2 separate regions of the Mus musculus genome follow, and region 2 is linked to region 1. Evidence: chromatin contacts called from public HiChIP or PLAC-seq data. All regions are on one chromosome and are shown on one strand. The core of a region is the stretch at or near the end of the contact, and the rest is flanking DNA. Distances in the headings are between cores, read along the strand shown.

Region 1 (4,508 bases), core at 281-2,780:
CAGTGCTCATCCGCTCAGGATTACAATGGTCATTGTGGACTTTGTGGGAATTTGTGTTCCTGTGTGTAAAGGGCACTGTTGTTTGATCTACATTTATTCCTAATCCTGCATTGTCACAAGCAACACTAATATAAAACTAGAGTAAATTGCTCCCAAGGAAGACAAGCTCAAAGTGGTCTATTGCCTGAGTTTACCAACTGGTCATCTGCCACCCTGAACACTGTGCCAGGTTGCTCAGCCTTGCTCAAGGATTCTGGAGGACATCAGCCCCGGCTATTCTTTCTGATGGTGGCCACAGTGAAGCTGCACACTGCACTGGGTAGTGTCCCCTTCCTGGTTTCTGATGCAGCACATCAAGATGTTCTTTTCTGCATATTTTTGATGCTGCTTATGAGACACATTCACAGATGAAAGTAGAGAACAGTAGCAGGCAATCTGATCCTGCCCAGTGACAACCACTGAGGGTGGTATGGGTTTGGTCTGGCTTCTTCTGCATGCAATGTACGTTATATTATATGTGTCTTTCATGCCACACACATATATGTATACACACTACAACGTTAGTAACTTTTTGCATTCCGTTTATAAACACTTCATTTTTACTTTGTGTGTATTTGCAAGTGTGTGTATTTACAGGTGTATTCACAGGTATATGCATCAAGTATTTCCTCAGTTGCCCCCCCCCCTTTCTCTCCTCTATCTATCTTGGAGACAGGATCTCTCTACATAGTTCTGGCTGTCTTGGAACTAACTCTGTAGACTAGGCTGGCCTCGAACTCACAGAAATCTGCCTGCCTCTGCCTCCCAAGTGCTGGCACTAAGGGTGTGTGCTACCATGCCCAGTTCTTCACCTGATTTTTGGGAGTGGGTTTCTCAGTTGGAGATCATTCAGCTAGACTTGCTGGCCAGAAAGCCCCTGGAACCCTCCTGTCTCCACCTCCTCCAGCAATGGAATTACACATCCGACTTTTACAGGGGAGTGGGGATGGGACTCAGAGTGTCATGTTTATATGACACTTTACCAGTTGATCCATCCCCTAGCCTGATTTTCTCCGGCACTATAAAGGGTGTCATGTGTTTTCACTGCTCACAGCCTGTAACTTTGAAGCAGGGTCCAGTCTCAGGGCCCTGTGCACATGCTCAGCACTCAGCTCTAGTTCTCCCCAACTCTCTTACAAGAAGACTTGCTTGATCCAGAAAAGCTTCCCTGTGTTCCTGGAGTGGACTGTGAGGCTCCTTAGCAAGCTGTCGGTAACAATACAAGTAATACCATGACATCACTGGGTGGTGTCCTAGTTTCATTTCTGTTAATGTGACAAATGCCCTGGTTAAATACAACTCTGGGGAGAACGGGTTTGTTTGGCTTAAAATTCCAGGACACAGTCCTTCAATGCAGGGCAACCAAGGCAGGAGCTTTAAGCAGTGAGTCACAGTCAAAAACTGAGAGAAATGAGTATACCCATGCCGTCTGCTTACTTAGTTTGTCTTAGTTAGCTTTAGGGCCCAGCCCATGAAATGGTGAGCTCACAGTGGTCTATGAACTCTTACATCAATCAACAGCCAACCAAGGAATCCCCACAGACATGCCCAGAGGCCAGTATGATCTAGCAAGTTCTCAATTCACTCCCTTCCCAGATGACTGTACTTGTGTCGGGTTGACAGTTAAATCTAGGCAGTACTGGTGGCTTTCACTAAGTCTGCTCTCTGTGCCTCGCTGCTGTGGCCTGCCTTGTCTTGTCCTGAAACCCTCTGTGGGGAGAGTGTCTTCCTCAACTTTTGCCCTTGAAGAATCCTGTATCAATGCACTCAGCTGCATTCAAAACCCGTCTAGTGATCCAAACCCCATCTCTACCTCTGGCATTAGATCTGATTCCCAGATGATCTTGACTCGGGAAGGACAGGTCACTCCTGTTTCTTATCTCCTGGCAGTGGGACAGTACGTGTCTGGATTCCTAGAGTTTGATGTGTCCAGCCCGGTCCACAATGAACTGCACTGACGGGTGGGGACATTCCCAGGACTGATCTCTGCACTGGCCTCACTGCCATCAAGGCTGCCTTTCCAGAAGCACGAGAGCACTTCTGTTCATGAGCTACTGTCCACACCTTGGGGGTTGTTTTCCTACTGACTGCCATCCTTCCTACTGGTTTGTAGAACTGAACAGACTATTTAAAACATGTAATGCAATCTGCAACTTATTTTTAACTCCAATTCTACCTTCGGTTTTACACATCTTTTTAAAAAACAATCAAACCTATAATCTTTCCTTTCTACCATTTCCCCCAATAATGGTCCCTGAGCACAGTGGATGTGGACTGCAGAGACATCAAGGACTAAAAGGACATAGTGTTTCCCCTGTGTGGGCTGAGGCAGACTCTGGGCCACTCTTGGACATGTGCTCTGGGGGTCTGAAGAGTATGGGACTCAGTGGGGAGCTAGAAGGACTATAAGGAGGGGGTTAGAGGGCAGAGGCCTTTGGAGGGCTGTTGGAGGCCTTGGGCTGTTTCAAGGACAGCAGTTTCTGTTCTGGGTGAGATGAATGTCCACGTTCTAGGCAGATCAGAGACACCTGTCTTCCTTTGTGACATACCACCCTGGGTGCGGGTAACCAGGGCAGATGCCATATGACCTGAGAAGCTGCTATGAGAGATGGGCAGCTAAGCAATAAAAGGCTCAAATACCTACTCTATTTATGTCTAAGGTAGTGCCAGGGCCTACTGATGCACTTCAAATGAGGCATGAAGAGTCAAGGCCTGAGAAGGTTAAAAATATGAACTCCATCTTCTGAGCACAGGCCACAGGTTGGCCCCACAGCTTCTGCTCCCCAGTCCTTTCCCTCGACCCCCATGAACCCTTACACCCCCACTTCTCAGGATCTCACAGCTTTATCCCTTGGGTACCTTTGATTCATATCCTCTGCAAATCAGGACTTCACAGCCCTGTCCTCCAGTCCCCGACTACAGCTCCTCAAAGCCCTGTCCATCAGTCCCTGGCTTTGGGCCTTCACAAATCTCACCTCCATAATTCAATAAACCATTCTTAGTATAATTCTCAAAAAAGTGATCAAGGGCTAGAGAGATGGTTCAGTGGTTAAGAGCACTGGCTGTTCTTCCAGAGGTCATGAGTTCAATTCCCAGCAACCACATGATGCTCACAACCATCTGTAATGGGATCTGATGCCCTCTTCTGGTGTGTCAGCAACATGCTCATGTATAAGAAAGAAAGAAAGAAAGAAAGAAAGAAAGAAAGAAAGAAAGAAAGGAAGAAAGGAAGAATCATAGTAGCTCATACAGCAGCCCTACTGGGCTAATCACGAGACTTCATGGCAATCCAGGGGACAGGCCTGAGTCCTAGCTTCTGTGAGCCCAAGCTGAAAAGCTGCCCTACAAACTGGAATGCAACAAACCCCCCTGACCATGTCACAATGCCTTCTGCTTGATTTCTGCTTCCTAAAGCTAGCGCAGCACTAACTCTGTTAACTAAAACAGGAATAAAGAAACCTGTTATAAGTCCCAAAGTACCATGTTTGACTCAGAGAAGAGTAACTAGATAATTATCATCCTTACTAGGCAAGGCATGTGGTGTACCCCAGTAATCCCAACACTCAGGATCCTGGGGTGGGGGAATCACGAGCTAGAGGCCCACCTGAACTATAGAGCAAGAGCATCCGTCTCAAAGGCTAAACATCAACATCCAGGGTCCTAGGCACAGGCCTGTAATCGTAACTACTTAAAAGGCTGAGGCAGAGGGCTACAAATTCAAGTCTAACTCCCATGCTACAAAGCATATTCAAGGCCAGGCTAAGCAACTTATCAGGACTCTACCTAAGCAGGACGTAGATCAGTGAAAGAACATTCATTCCTCTTGCTTTAGCTTACAAATTGGGGCTAAGAACTTGAAAGCTGGCAATATTAAGAGTTCCAGCATCCTAGCTGACTGTGGTAGTGCACATCTTCAATCCCAGCACTCAGGAGGCAGAGTCAAGTAGATCTCTATGAGTTCAAGGCCAGCCCAGTCTACACAGTGAGTTCTGAGGAATTAAGGCTGCATATTGAGACATTGCCTCAAAAGCAAATAAACTAAACTAAAATAAAATAAAATAAAATAAACAAAACCAAAAAATCCCTAGTTTACAGCATCTAGTTAACATAAACAGGACTATGCAGAACACTGGAATATATAAGCATCTCGCACACTAGGCACATCCATAGCCAGTGCCAAATGGAGTCTCCTAGAAAGGTCACGATGCACTTACCTGAATGGGAACTGCTAGGAAGTTCCCATGGACATTTGAAATAACAAAAGCAGACCAGGCTCAGAACAGTGCTTCAGATACTGTGGAGCGTCATAGGAGCTGAGGGAGACCCAACCAAGCGGAAGAAGACATACGCATATTCAAATCACATGTCATGCTGTTCCTCTGTGATTTTGTTTTTAAAATAAATTTTATTGTGCATATTTAAGGTGTACAACATAATGTTCTGGAAGACATGCAGGGCAAATTAGCACA
Region 2 (4,044 bases), core at 1,430-3,929, 110 kb after region 1:
ATCCAGGCTCTGCCCACGGGAGTAAGATGTGCTCCCTATGGGGAGGTGAGCCTATTTCCCACCTGCTGTAACCTGAGGGATCAGAGGAGACTCCTGTCTTGTCATAAGCAAGGAGAGGAGGTTCTGTGGCTTGTCATGCTATGGTTGTCAGCAAGAGTTCTTCGCTGTGGCTGGGACACGGCTCAGACGGTAGAGTACTTCCTAGCCTGCACCAAGGCCTGTGCTCAATCTCTAGTACAGAATACCAAATAAGACTGGGCACAGTGACACTCACCTTACCAGCCCTTGGGAGGCAGAGCCAGGAGGGTCAGGATGTCAAGGCCAGCCTGGGCTAATGAAAACAAAAGCTGGGAGTGGTGACACATGGTGACATATGCCTTTGACTCCAGCACTTGGGGTGGGGGGTAAGGAGACAGAGACAAGTAGATATCTGTGAGTTCAAGGTCATCCTGGTCTACATAGTGAGTTCCAGGTCAGCAAGGGCTACAAAGTGAGACCCTGTCTCAAACAAAACAAACCAGCCCAAACCAGCAAATCCCCAAATGAATCCTTTGCTGACAAGGGTGAAGGCAGAAGAAGCTGGGAGCCCCTGCCCGGGTGGCTGCGAACAGCAGGCTGCAGCCACTGTGGGTCTGGTTCTTCCTGCTTATCGGTCGCTAGAGAAACGGTTAACGAATGGCCTGGCGTGCAATCCTGCTCCTGCAGGTAGGGTTGATGGACAGCCGGTGAAGTGGCTTTGACACTCCAGCGTCTCATCCTCAAACAGGCTTTGAGGACTAGAGCAGAGGGGTCATCTACCTCAAAGCCTGATTGACTCAGATCTGGGGACTCCACTGGGGAGCACTGGAGTACAGCTCAGGGCAGACCACCTGCCTAGTATGCAAGAGGGCCTAAGTTCCCACCCTAGCAACTCAAAAGGAAGACGTTTCCGTGGAAAACATCCTATGGGCCATGTATGTGAAGGTCAGAGGAGACTTTCATTTCTCAGATGCCAATCGCCTTGTTGCTTGGAGGAGAGGAGCTGATTTTTTTTTTTTTTAATTTATTGGAGGCTGGCAAAGTTTGCACGCTGCAACCAATATATCAAAGTCAGAGGGCAACTTGTGAGCTTCAATTCTTTCTCTCTACCATGTGAGTTTATGTATAATCCTCACTGGCTCCCCACCTTGGGTTTTGAGACAGGGTCTCTCACTGGCCTGGAGCTCAGTGAGTAGGCCTCTGGCCAGCAAGCCCCTGGGTCCACCCTGTCTTTTCCTTCCCAGTACTGGGATTACAAGTGCCTGCCACCGCGTGTGGCCTTCTGTAACGTGTATTTTATGAGAAGCAGGACATGGGGGTGGGAAAGCATATTAGTCAGGTTACAGTTAGTGACACTGGTGTGGCTCATAAACTTTAGACATCGATGGTAAGGAAGCAGGTCCTGTAGGAACTGTATCCCAGGCAACTGTATCCCAGGCAACAACAGCGCAGGTCCTGTAGGAACTGTATCCCAGGCAACAACAGCCTTAAAAAGTGATGTACAGAGACAGAACAAGAAAGTTCCAGAGTGGTATGGAACCTGATCATGCCCGACAGGACTCTTCTATCAGGAATCAAACCCCTGCTCCCTCCCTGGAGACCTCCCTCTGCACACCAGCAGTCGCTGTGACAGGCAGGCCTCCCTCTCTTTCACTTGGAGCTTATTACCTGGGCCAGGGCCTATTTAATGGCTTCTAAAGGCTTGCCCTTCAAATGGCAGTGGTGTAGGGTCGCTCTGGGCAAGTGTTTTGTCACTGGGCACATGAGATAAACAGAGACAAGGAGCAGGCAGTGCCGGCTCAGAGTCTCCAGTGGTCAGTTTGAGTCTTGGAAACTTGTGGCCAGGACTGTTTCCCACAGAGGCAGGGAGGTCCAGGCACGTGGGAGTGCCACCTGCTCTTCAGACCCCAGCACACTCTGGATCCCTCCCCATGAGTCTCACACCACAGCCCGGGCCCCACCCAGCTCCAAGGCCCATTAACTTTGGTGCTTTGGTCCTTCTGTGCAGCTGAGTAACCACTGGCCTGGCCACAAGGTCCTGTTTCCCAGCCTAAAGCAAGCCACCTGGCAGGCCACCCCACAACAAAAGGCCCTCTCTCGGTTCTGCGCCTTCTCCATAAACATTCCTGCAAAATACCTTCCCTTAACTTTTTGAGCCAGATGATGCACACTTTTAATCCCAGCACTGGGGAGGCAGAGGCAAGCAGATCTCTGAATTTGAGCCTAGCCTGGTTTATATAGCTAATTCCAGGACAGCCAGAGCTATACGTTCTGCAACATCACTTGGCCCTTGCTCTTTCCTAATCCATTTTGCTCCCTGGCCCCCACATGCTCGGATACCCAGATATGTTACTCCCCCCCCCCCAGAACAGAAAAGCTCTTCTACCCAAAATGCCACCTCTAGCTCCCTTCCCAGAGAACTTGCACTCAGCCTCGAGAAGCAGCCCTTCCTGGCTTCTCCCTGCAGTGGCTGCTGCTCTTCTCCCACACTATCTGGTGTAAATGCCTGTGCATCTGCCTGCTGAGAGGTCCTAACCGGTAGAGGCCATGCTATGGAACAGATGGGACTCAGAGAACATCTGCCAGATGGAGCTGGGCTGACCCTGACAGCCTCAGGATGGCAGCATGGGCATGGCTGGCCCTTGGTCCCCACTGTGTAATCTGTACAACCATCACTGTGCTTATGCAAATGTGTGAGCATGTTGGTAAATACTGCCCAGTGTTTGCTCTCTGTATAGCACTGTTGTCAGCTTGGAAACAAGACGGGACAGGGGTCTCAAAGGAGTGACTCACCTCCTTCTGCCTGTCTAGAGAACTTCTAGCCTTGTTTCTCAGTAATGGCCCATTATACTGCACCATGCTTACTCCTCCAATGTGTTCACTAAGGGCTGGGGCTGTAGCTTAGCCGGTGGAGGGCTTAAGTTGCCATCCACAAAGTCCTTAGCTCAAGTCCCACCACCTACAACTGGACATGGCATGTTCTTAGAATCTTAGCATTCCCTTGAACTATAGAGTTCTGAGGCTGGCCTGGGCTATTTGAGACCATGTCTCAACCCAAAACAAACAATAAATGTTCAATAAAGGCAACACCCTCTTGGCAATCAGAAAATAAGCCCAATGACTTCCAGACAGCCAAAAGCTCTCCTTTCTCTCCCATAGAACCTAGGATTCAATACTGCTGTCTCATGGAAGTCCCCAACTTCCCACACCGCCGTTGAGTCCCTGACATGATCTAAGCCGAAAGACTGAGTGAGATACAATCAGGTGCGCGCATTTGTGTGAGAGGCGCTGCTGCAGAGATGAACTCTGACAGTCGTGATCCTCAGAGACCATTTGACGGTGCAGGTGACACAGATGTCACCAGCTTGTGTCATATTGTGATGGTGAGGGCTAGTGAGGCCCTGGGCAGGGCATACAGTGCTAGGGACACATTGAAAACAGGGCAAATTTCTCTGCTCCTATAAGACAAAGACCTGGACGCTGGCCCTGGTCCCGTGACAGTCAGATGGGCCAGGACAGTATGTGACTGTGTGCTCACTTTGCTTCAGGGATGAAGGCCATCTACTTTCTTTTTTGAAAATCTCATATGAGAGGAGACGGATGAGCTGAGAGTCTGGGGTAGACACAGGATTTTCAGGCTAGAACATTAATGGGGACACAGTTCTGGAGTGTTTGTAGGGAGTGGGGAGGGGCAGACATGGAGAATCTCCATTGACAACTGGGCTGCTTCTAGGTAGCCAGGAACCACAGGTCTGGGTTAAACCTGGGTGGACACTCCTCTCCCACTTAACGGTCCTGTTGCGAGACAGGGCCGGCACTGTTGAGTACAGCAGACATGGGTCTTAGCTCTTATCTGGTGAGAACACTGGATGGAGGAGGAGACCGGGGAGATTGTCCCAGTAAAAGCCTTCACCGCCCTGGTCTTAGATCACTCTGATCTAGGCAGTGGGCAGACAGATGGACAGGAAAGGAGAGGAAATAGAGAATCCTCTAATAGGAATAGGAATAACCCCTAAACCACACACA

Evidence for each region. HiChIP or PLAC-seq counts read pairs in DNA pulled down with a chosen protein or histone mark.
Region 2: a contact with region 1 is called in an HNF4G HiChIP or PLAC-seq map of pancreatic cancer cells. The contact joins two enhancer-like sites. A contact is called at or near these places in 1 of 15 datasets of contacts at CTCF or cohesin (CD8 T cells), 2 of 115 datasets of contacts at active chromatin or transcription factors (bone marrow-derived macrophages and pancreatic cancer cells) and 1 of 9 other capture datasets (adipose tissue).

What each region holds. Positions count from the first base shown.
Region 1 is chr11:118,214,706-118,219,213 of GRCm38.p6, forward strand. The region is part of intron 1 of Cyth1 (cytohesin 1); the gene reads right to left. Among named protein-coding and RNA genes, the nearest start is that of Cyth1, 32 kb to the right of the region's middle. Within about 2 kb of position 1,531, at least 91 of the 459 cell types and tissues checked have an H3K27ac peak or open chromatin away from gene starts, as enhancers often do. A contact at or near this core is called in pancreatic cancer cells, where this site is marked.
Region 2 is chr11:118,320,257-118,324,300 of GRCm38.p6, forward strand. All of the region lies in intron 1 of Timp2 (tissue inhibitor of metalloproteinase 2), which reads right to left. Among named protein-coding and RNA genes, the nearest start is that of Cep295nl, 20 kb to the right of the region's middle. Within about 2 kb of position 2,680, at least 33 of the 459 cell types and tissues checked have an H3K27ac peak or open chromatin away from gene starts, as enhancers often do. A contact at or near this core is called in pancreatic cancer cells, where this site is marked.